Linked DNA regions of Sus scrofa: region 2 is linked to region 1. Evidence: chromatin contacts called from public Hi-C data. All regions are on one chromosome and are shown on one strand. The core of a region is the stretch at or near the end of the contact, and the rest is flanking DNA. Distances in the headings are between cores, read along the strand shown.

Region 1 (5,626 bases), core at 2,269-4,768:
TATACAAACATAACACACATAATACACATACCTAACACATGTGTGTGCACACATGCATACATACACACATACATATATACACACACAGACATGCATATATACATCATACCCACATACACACACATGCACATACATATCACACACAGACATGCATACATATGTTCATGCATGCATACACACACACACACACACACACACACACACACACATTACAGAATACTCTGCAGGTCTCTTCTCCTTGAGAGTGATCACAGTGAAAGCCTCAGAATCATGACTAAGAGATCACTCAGAACCAGTCTGATCTTCTTTACAAATTGTTTTCACCCAGCTGCTCTCCCGTTTCTTAAGTCCATGGTTCTTCCTTTTGGTTTCTGTGTATCAGGAATTCTGAAAGAGTGAATGGGAGTCCACTCTGAGTCAGTCTCTCTTGTGGTTGCAGCCAAATGCTGGCTCCAGCTGGAACAGGTGAACAGCTGGTGTCTGTTTTTCTAAAGGCAATCTAAGAGCTTCTCCATTACTTCTCTCCTGGTGGCGTAGCTTGAGCTTCCCTGACACAAGGAACTGAACCGATAACAAAGTAGTTTAGGCCTGCATAAGGAACTACCCAAAATTTAGTGACTTAAAACAAAAAGCATTCATTTGCTCATGAATGATTTCAAATTTCATTAATCTGAAATCTGAGCAGGACTAAGCACAGTGTCAGCTAGCCAGTCAACTGGGGACTGGAGAGTTTCTTCAAGATGGTGTATTCACTCAGCTAACACTTTGATAGAGACTATTGGTTGATAACTCAGCTATGATTATGAATGAAGCCCCATGTCAGCCTTTTCATAGGTTTCTTGGCCTTCCTCACAATATGGTATTTGGATTCCATGAGCACAAGACCCCTAAGAACAAGGGCGTTTATGAAATTTTTTAATCCAACATTAGAAATCACATAGCATCAACACCACCACATTCTATTAGTTATTAGTTTGGCCACAAACATGCCAAAATTCAAAAGAAAAAATTAAGCACTGCCTCTTGATGAGCTCATGGGAAGTGTCTAAAAAAGACATGTGGAATAGATAATTTTTCTAAGGACATTTTTGGAAAATTATCTTCTCCAGAATATTCCTAAGAATAAGGAATACCTTATCTGAAAACTATGGGACTAGATACATTTAAAAATAAGAATTTTTATAACTTTTAGAAAGCTAATATGGTATATGTAATGTTTGCTATATAAAATCCCCAGTAGATCCAGGGAAGTAACTATAAATAAGAATATTAATACTTTTCCAATGCAAATTATTCTAAGTAACTACAGATTACCATGACACTATGTCAATTCAGATCATGTTTTGCCACCATATGTTTACACATGTTTACAAATCAAAACCAAACCCTTATTTTCAGAGTTTGTGGGGTTTGGTATTTCTAAATAAGTGATTATACAAAAAAATATAATGTTTAGGAAAATATTAATATATAATATATATTTATTTAATATATATTTTTAGAAACTACATTTCTTTTTTTAGTTATTTATTTTTAGGTCATGAATCCTTCAAAGAGTAGTACCAGTTCATAATTTTTATATCTTACTGTGTGATACACTGAAAGCAAAACACTAATTTAACATCTCAAGATTTCTAAGATGTGGGGGGGGAGTGTCCAAAATCATGTTGACAACATCCACAAAAAAGTGTCTTCTATCTAGAAATAATAAAGAATATGAATAAAAAGCAATGGTGTTAGAGGAAAGTAGAGCTTTTCCATCATCACCAGTTGACTGTTTACTCAGCAACATGAATGCATTTTAGAGGAAGCTCTGAGCCATTTGTTATCAGCAATGCTGAGAGACCATTGTTCCTTCATGATTTAACACATTTGAATATTTACCATGAACAGTTATCAATGAAAATTTAATATTAATTAATTAATGGATAAAATTCCAGATTTCCTCTATTGCCCCAGAGGTTCATTCTCTAACAGTGATCTTCAGTCTTAGCTTAAACTAGGCATTGATGCTAATGCCCAAACTTCTAGCATCTGGCCAAAATGTATATTTGGTTACCTCTTTAAACAGTTCTAATCTATAAAAACTTCGACTCATCCATTAAAAAAAATCTTGACTACAAAAGCAAAATTAAGAATTAATTAAATACTGCTTTAACATTTTTATTTTTTCAAAAGCATGATATTATAGTATCCTTATGTTTTATGTTATCTTATTATTTTTATGTTTAACATGTTTATATCCTTTTATTATGTTTTATACGTGTATATGTTTCCTTTAGATAATTAAGAAGATAACAGAATGAATTTTTAAGGCCTGGAGTATTTTTATGTAGTTAATCCAAACTCATTTTATACATGAGGCAAGCAAAGCATAAAGCCACTTGCTGATTTGCCCACGCAAGTTTCTATCATTGTTATAAAAATTTTCTCTAGTATATTTTTCTCAATAAACCATTCAAAGTAAACTAAGTTAAATGTTTTCACAATAAAAGATAGTAAAAGCTTTGTCCTGTCTTCCACATTTCCAAAAACAAAAAAAAGAGAGAGAGAATTTCTTTCACAACTTTTCAACAAAAACTTTAACACTTTTTGATCAAATAATTAATAATATGCATAGTTTTCCTGAAAAAAAATAAGTTATTTCTCAGGTGATACTGTAATAACAAAGTGAAACTAAGAAAGAAGCATCTGAATAAAATATTGAATGTTTGAACTTTAAAGTGTATTGACTAAATAGTACATAAAAGACTTTTAGTTTCTGTTTTTTTCCCAAAAGGAACCTATAGGATTTGTGCAGTTTGGATCTGACATACAATTCAACAGAGTATGAGTACAAGCCAAATTACATTTATTCTTTCTTTTCTTGAAATCTAATTGTGAAAATTTGTACACACTTAACACCCTGGATGAAAGCTTTTTGGGTGGTGAATACTACTTGACTCTCATTTTGATTACATTTCTAATGTACCTGCTTTCAAAATTTATAATAACCCAATCCAGTTTCAACATTTTTTTCCAGAAAGGCTTTTATACTCTATATTTTTTATAAACTATAAACTATAAGTCATGTACTCACCTTCCTAAACTTGATTTCCTCTTTTCCCACTACTTCATTTCTCAGAAAGAGAAAATAAAACTGATGTGACACTTTAATATTAACCTCAGCTATGTCGGCAAGAGTGTAGTAATGTGATTTTTGTTTTGAGGTTTCTTTTTTTTCCATTTGGAATGTGGAACGTTAGTTCATGCCTCAATTTTGTCCAGACTTAAATGCCCCTTCTCTATTTTATATGTCTTGTAAGGACCCACAGAGTCTGAGAATGTGACGGAGGAGGCTTCCACGTCTGAGAATGTGACAGGGAACAGATGATATCTATTTTTAAATCTTCAAAATGCTTATAGTAGCCAAAGCCTGGAAACTAGAAGTGAATTATATCATTGTTGGCCTTCACCTAACACCCACTTATCCTTTCCCACTTGTGGCCACTTGGATACTGTCTTGCCATTTCTGTGCTTCCTGCAATGTCGTCAGAGGCCACCATCACTTCCTCATTCATTCTCTGACCACTTGCTAGCACAATACTCTGACTAAATGATAACCTAGTGGCTGGAAAGAGTTATGATAGATTTCTAAAGGCCAAACTAAATTCCATTCAGTAAAGTCACTGAATGGTGTCTTTGTGAGTTAGAATAGTTATACAACAGCCATAGGAATGAAGACTAATGAAATCTAATAGAGTAGAAGACTGGAGCCTCACCCTTTGGAGAGGTAAGCTTTTACCCCTTTAAATGACACTGATGCATGAGAAATAAACTGAATATATTACAACGACTCCTTTTCTAGATGTATTCCCAGTGGATTCCTCATCCAAAATTCAGTCTAACTAAATATGTGTTTACTGAACACTTTTTACACAAAAGACTCTGTGCTTAGCAACTTTTCTCTGTCAGACTCTATAAGAAGAAAGGGATACCATGCATTCTCCTTACTGGGATCTTAGTTTAATAAGGAAAACAGACACAGACAACACTATGAGACACTGACAACACTATGAGAAAAGGGCTGTATTGGGAACATGACCAGAATGAGCTCAGACCCCAAAAGGAGGTGCCAATCCAGGCTGAAGATCAAAGCGGATACTTTCAGGAGTTCCCTCCATGGCTCAGTGGTTTACAGACCCGACTAGTATCCATGAGGACGTGGGTTCAATCCCTGGCCTTGCTCAGTGGATTAATCTGGTGTTGCCATGAGCTGTCGCGTAGGTCACAACGAGGCTCCAATCGCAAGTGGCTGTGGCTGTGGTGTAGGCTGGCTCTGATTTGACCCCTAGCCTGGGAACCTCCATATGCTGCAGGTGCAGCCCTGAAAAATGACAAAAAAAAGTGAATACTTTCAAAAGAAATGCTTGGTAGATAACAATGGGTGGATGACAAAAGGAGCGTGAGATAAGAATATTTTAGGCAAGAGAAACAACACAGATGAAGGTATTTAACAAAGCATGGTACTCTAAGGAACCACAAATTGTTTGGTGTGCTAGGAGTACATAAGAAGGTGTGAGATGAAAGGAGCTAGGGAGATAATATCACAGAATAATATTTTGAAGGATTCTTGTATTACCAGTCTAATAGTAATAGTAATAATACTACTAATAATATTTTTTTTATTACAGGCAATGAGGAGCCATTGAATTAGTGAATCACTTAACCAGGGAAAAGAAGAGACTTTCATTTAAAAAATAATTTCTGGAAGCAGTATGAGGGGTAAGTTAAAGTTGTAAACTAAAGCAATGGTTGTGGAAATGAGAAAAGTTTAGAAGTTGTTTAGAAGGGCTATATCAGCCTTGATACAATGTAATTGGAAAAAGAAGCAAGTTAGGGAGGAGAATAATAAAGGCAAGTCAGGGAGTGTTTGGGGGGGGGTTGCTTGCTTTTGAGGGCCACACCCAAGGCATAAGGTTAAGGGTCAGCTTGGAGCTGCAGCTGCCAGCCTACACCACAGCCACAGCAACATCATATCCGAGCCATGTCTGCGACATATACCACAGCTCACTGCAACACCAGATCCTTAACCCATTGAGTGAGGCCAGGGATCAAACCTGCAACCACATGGTTACTGGGCAGATTCCTTTCCACTGCACCCAAATAGGAACTCATAGGGAGGGTTCTGATGAAAGTAACTTTGAGATACCTGAAAGACATCCAGGAGACGGTGACAGTAATTAATTATACATGTATATGCCAATAATGAAGCTCAGGGAAGTGTTGTGGACTAGAAAGTGATATCATGGGCTATTGAACATAACTCGCACTTCATCAAAATATCTGAAAGATAAACAAAGCACCGGTAAGTGAGTAGTTAACCCAAGGATGCTCCTTTCCCGAGACTTTCACTGATGATGACTTTTGTTCAACCACCCCTCTTGGACTCTCTGACTGAGCTTTTAAAGATGAGTAGAGTCCAGCTTCTGTTCTCAAGTGCTCAGAGGTGGGAAAAGTTGAGAACAAACAACAGAATTTGAAGAATAAATAATAGAGGCACACTACAATGGTTGTCTAGAGTGTAATTTATCTTTCCGAAGAGACAGTCATAAGGAGACAATGTGACAGAAAGCTTCACATAAGA
Region 2 (5,626 bases), core at 1,271-3,770, 250 kb before region 1:
AGAAAAGTGTGTTGATGCCAGTTTTTGTCTCTATTATTTGATATGTAATCAGATTTAGCATTTAGTATGATGAGTTCCCTTACTATTTATTACTGGCCTATACTTTAACCACACTACAGTCCTAACCACACTACAGTATATTGTCATTTCCATTAAGTATATGAGAAAGAAGAGGCATTGGAAGTTTAAAGGTCTCACCCATGAAAACCGCGATCCTTGAAGCTGATTCAAAACCCATGCTAGCCTCTTTAACCCATCTCTTCTCCAATAAGTCCATGGTCTTCCTCTTCCAGGCAATTTGCATGACTAGAATCTATGAGACTTAGCACCTGGATGGGAAGTTAAATGTACAGTAGAGCAGAGGGGGAAAATAGTTTTAAAATTTTCCTCGAAGTGTAAAGAATGACCTCCAAGTACTTAGCTTAGTCCCGACACTATTTTTAAAGCTTTCAAACCAGCCTGCGTCTGGAAGTCACAATTTAGTAATTAATTAGTCAACATCTTTTGGCAAAGCCTTCTTACCAAAGGGTAACATCTCTGACGTTCTGTATCTTCATCTTCAAAGAAGGAATGGGAGCTAGAGGGCTGCAGGGTTTCAGTTGAAGTCCAGCATGCATGCTCCATCCTGTGCCTTTAGCCAGGCCTCCTGGTGGGGTCCACCGTGTCCAGATTGTGTGAAGCCTTGACCACCCCTAGTGAGTGAGATATACCCCCAGACCCAAAACCCAGCTTATATTTCTGGTGGTGACACATTTCATTTGACTGTATTCTCTGTCTGACTCCCTGTCTACATGTTCCAGAAAAGGAACATTTTTACCAAATCCATTCATTTATTGAGCCACCTGGCAAGGTTGCACCCCTGTGGGCTGTTTATTGCTTTTTCTTGAAACAGGTATTCCTCACCTGTTCTGCAAGTCATTTCATACATTCCTTGGAAATTGTCAGTAAATTATCTCAATATGATCTTACTCTTCCCGTTAAGGACTACTACTTGAACCCAGGCTTTTCTTTTTATCTCCACTGCAAACTGGTGAAGCGTGTATCTTTGTTTTATTATTTTCTCCTCCAGATTTACCCATGAAGAATTTGAAATAGTTACAACAAGAATACCCACATCTATAACAATATACTTAAATATTTACAGGCTGTTCTGAGGACAACAACTTGATTCTATTACAGCAACTTCTGGAAGTTGGATATTTCCACACAGAAGGATACATGCATTGTATGGAAGGGGAAAGACTCATCAGTAGTGTTTCACAAAACCAGAGAATATCAAAGGAAAAGTCATCTTGGAAGATATCTAGTCCAACCCCCTAGTTCCATGAATGAGTAAATGGAGACCTTCATCCTCAGGTAGGATGTGAAAAGGAAAGCTCCTTTGCTCAGCTTTGCTCTCATGGGACCCAGTAATACATGCCCCTTGGAAGGGAGTGGGTGATCCCATAGATCTACCCATTATTCCATGATTCTCCCTTTAGGATTTTGACATTATGCAAATTAAAAAAATATCTCTGGGGAGTTCCCATTGTGGCACAGAGGAAACAAATCTGAGAGTATTCATGAGGCCTTGCCTTGCTCAGTGGCTTAAGGATCCATGGCGTTGTCATGAGCTGTGGTCACAGATGCGGCTTGGATCTGGTGTTGCTGTGGCTGTGATTAGGTTAGCAATTACAGCTCCAATTCTGCCCCTAACCTGGGAATTTCCATATGCCCCAGGTGTGGCCCTAAAAAGCAAATATGTGTGTGTGTGTGTGTGTGTGTGTGTGTGTGTGTGTGTGTATGTGTGTGTATTGTCAATAATAAAATTACTTTGATAAATTAAAACCATAAAGTGAGTTCCTAGTGATTTTTTACTTCCCAGTGATTTTTCAGTTCCTAGTCAAAAGCCTGGTAAAAACAAGGTCTATTGATGGAAATTCTTGTTTTCTTCATCTTTTTATCCTCCTTCGCCCCTCCCTTCACCCCTAACCCTTGCTGTCCCTCCCTGTTCCTGGCCCCCTTTGAGTCTCCACCCAAGAGGGAAATGTTTCTGGAAGCATGAAAATAAGGAAACTGAGATCAAGGGATTTCTGGAATCGTTGAGTTTCCATCCTTGAGGATTCTTTGCATCTGAGGCAAAACTTCAAATACTAAATGATACACTGAAAATTACACTGACAGAACTGAAGGGCATGTTTGCACTAAATGAAAAGCACACATCTCTCAAGCATGTAGCTTATTTGGCTTCATTCCTCAGACCAAGCTCATACTGTTTTGGGGCCTAAATGTGCATCAGCTTCCAGCCAGCCTGTGCCAGCCCACGTCTACATTCCTCCCAGGAGTTCAGGCACCGGGACATTTTCATGCTCACGTCCATCATTTACGTGTTCTCCTGGTATTGCTCCTGGTAGTGGAAAAGATCAGCATATTATTCGGGTTACTTGGAAAGCAAATTCTCCTTAATAAGTATTCTATTACATGTACTATGTGAGACCAGGGGACTCGCGGACTTTTTTCCCCTGTTCTCCCTGAGTCATCGTGTCTGGCATTTCACAAAACATTCCAGAAGGCAAGACCAGGAGGAACCGCAACAGTAGCAGAAGCAATTCCTGGGAAGGAAACGCCTTTGCTTGAGGGAAAGGGAGAAAAAGATTGAGAAAAAAAAAGGAAGGGGGCAGAGGAAGGGGAAGTCACACTGTCAGCAACTCAAAAATAAAGAAAATAGGTTAATCGTTACTGTAGTCACCACTTTGTAGGCTTGTTCCAACAACTCATAAGTGAGACACAGGGAGAAGGATACCAATTCAAGAAAAAATTTAGAAACAAAATCTTAGACTTGATCTTGATCTTGGTCTGTTTTCAACCTCAGTATACTGGGTACTGGGGTTCTATTTAAGGACAGGCCAAGAAGATCTAGGACACGTCAGATTGGTTCTGTGTGTTATGTGTATGAGAGAGAGAGCTTCCAAGTTTAAGCTTTAGTCTTTGTAACTGGGGGATAATATTCTGACCTCAGTCTAAGAATTTTGCTGCTGTTGTTAAGGGCATTTTTACAAATCCCACTTTCCTTTTCAAATCTAAAAAGGATGCTAGCCTCAAAATTTCTGTTAATCTAGGAGATATTAACCTAGTTTTTAAAGAAAAATCAAGTGACTTTTCTCTCACCTACCAAGCAAAGCTACCATTACTTAAATAGCAGAATGTCTAACTAAAAGGCCTGTCATAACAGAAACAAAGGCACAGAGTTTGTAAATATATCTAAGGTAATTATTGAGTTATTGCGCTGATGGTGGGTATTGGTAGCCCAGACGGGGAAGGTAAAAGGTAGTGTGAGGAACAGGGAGCAGAGGCACATTCTCCAGCTTTTCCATGCTCCCCAAAGATGTCCAAGAATTGCATATATGGGCCAAAATATTTTTAAGATTATTTTTTGGACATTTTTCTGACCTTTTATTTCTACATTTTGAGAGTCACAAAGATAGCGGTTAGAATTTCACCTACTTTATACTACATACCCTTTGTATAAAAATAATATCACCTTGTAGCAAAGCAGACAAAAGTCTGGAATTTGCTCCAGTCAAAGTGCTTAAATGACAGCGTTGCCTGCAACATTTTAGATTAAGGTCAGTGAAGGGCAGGTAACTTCATGCACTGGCTTTACTGATTCCCACAGTGGAACATTCTGGGATTGCAGCTGTCCCGCAGCAGCCCCAGTAAAATAATTGTGTTCTTCTCTGAAAATCTCCCAGACATTTGGAGCCCAAGGGCAAAAGGACCTGGTAACTGAAAGCTCTCAAGTAGGTGAGGAGCCAGAACCAAGGACATGCTCCCAGCCTTAATGGGAGTTTATTCATATGTTTATATTGCAGTGTGTGAGGTTAAAGAAGTTAATAAAGTTTCAAGAGGAGGGTGTATGCTATGCTATGCTCTGGCTTTCTACCAAAAGAGAGTAGAGTGTTGTTGAGTCTTTAAGCCTAACACTCAACCATCCTAGAACTGAGAGACAGAAATGTTTGATCTGCAAATGACCTCTGGGCTGAGTTAATTCCCCCCCCCTCCAGCCCTTAACGGGAGAGGGAGAAGGGGAGGGAGAACATTGCAGCCGGGGTGGGTTCATTGCGGTGGGGGGTTGGGGGCAGTAACCTGCTTCCATTCTTCTGAGCAAAGCTCTGCTTTCTTCTGTGGCAGAAGAGAGTTAGGAGTTTTTAATGGAAAAGTTGTAACTAATTTTCAGCAAGAGGCTGGAAAAGCTTCGCTGGGACCCTACTGGGAGTTGATAAAATGCTCAACTTTGACAGAGTTCATCGTTATTTATAACTAAAGTAGCTCAGATAACAGGTCCTCAAAACTCAGTGGCTCAAGATAATAAGAATTTAGCTAGCAATTGAGCTGGATTAAGCAGGGGCACCTTGGGTGCATCAGCTCTGCTCCCATCAGCAGGCTGGCCCGTGTATAGCTCACAGGGATGGTAGAGGCACACGATAACAAATGGTAACAAATAAGTGATAACAAATACACACTTGTTAGTCTTCTGCTGGTTTGCTAACATCCTATTAGCCAAAGGCAGTCACATGGCCAGCCATGGCAAAGGGCACAGGTAAAAAGTGGGTAACAAGTTTGAGATATCAGCGTAGCTTCCATCCTATGTAGACACCAAGCAGCTCGTGAGCCCTCAGCTTTCCCAGAGTGATAAAATGCTGGTGTAAGAGAGACAGCACTAAGAGGTGAAGGGTCTGGAAAGAAAAATGCTTTTAGTAGAATTAGCAGAGCTTTTGGCCAAGCAGGAGCAAACCATGAAGATAAGTGTGAAATCAGCTGGTATTGTGATTGGCCGGGCACCAGCACCTGGGCTTGCTGTGGGGCATAAAGGAAACATATTTTTTCTTTGAGGCTACTGTATATCTCCAGCCATGCTAGGAAAATTCATATTTATTATTCACTTAACCTTAGAACACTTCTAATGTTTCAGTGTAATTATTATTTCCATTTTATAAAGGAAGAAAAGGAGTAAGGGTGTATTTCTTCAAATCTCAGCGCGAGCAAGTGGTGGAATTGCCTTTTTCTGATGTCAAGGCTCATACACACTGCCCTGAAACTGGTACCCTCAGGTCCTGCCTTATTCTTTAGCTATCTCTTTCTGTCACAGTTTTCCTTTATTTCCAACATTTGGCAGAAACTCTTGTACCTATTGCTCCATTTGCTTATTGTTCATTCATCAGAGAATAGTAGAGCTAGGAGGTTTAAGAGGGGTGGAGATGGCCTGGTTCAAATCATAATTCTTCTATTTTTCCTAATCTGTGTGATGTTCATAAGCTACTATCTTTGTGCTTCATTTTCCTCATTAGGAAAGTAGTGATTATGACAATAAGAGCATGCATCCTGTAAAGTAGTTGCGAGGATAAAATGCATTTATATTCAAAGAACGTGAAGAAGAGTGCTCAGCATTCAATACATAAGGAGAAAATCTGAACTGCTATTGTTACTGTTCTTCAACCAAGTGGATTCTGGCTTCTGTCCTTGTCATTCCATGGACGTGTTTGCATCAAATGATATCCAGGTTCTTAGGATCATCAGATACAGTTATGAACTTGTGTTCATCCTGCCCAGTTTCGGTGCATCTCTTTGCCCAGTTCCCCATGTTCAC

Evidence for each region. A called contact is a pair of places that touch in the nucleus more often than the background predicts.
Region 2: a contact with region 1 is called in a Hi-C map of embryonic fibroblasts, with 1.9 times the contacts expected there. The contact joins two enhancer-like sites. A contact is called at or near these places in 4 of 47 Hi-C or Micro-C datasets (adipocytes, embryonic fibroblasts and fibroblasts).

Annotation. Positions count from the first base shown.
Region 1 is chr1:91,112,408-91,118,033 of Sscrofa11.1, reverse strand. No RefSeq gene overlaps it. Among named protein-coding and RNA genes, the nearest start is that of COL12A1, 370 kb to the right of the region's middle. Within about 2 kb of position 3,518, at least 4 of the 83 cell types and tissues checked have an H3K27ac peak or open chromatin away from gene starts, as enhancers often do. A contact at or near this core is called in embryonic fibroblasts, where this site is marked.
Region 2 is chr1:91,359,280-91,364,905 of Sscrofa11.1, reverse strand. No RefSeq gene overlaps it. Among named protein-coding and RNA genes, the nearest start is that of COL12A1, 620 kb to the right of the region's middle. Within about 2 kb of position 2,520, at least 7 of the 83 cell types and tissues checked have an H3K27ac peak or open chromatin away from gene starts, as enhancers often do. A contact at or near this core is called in embryonic fibroblasts, where this site is marked.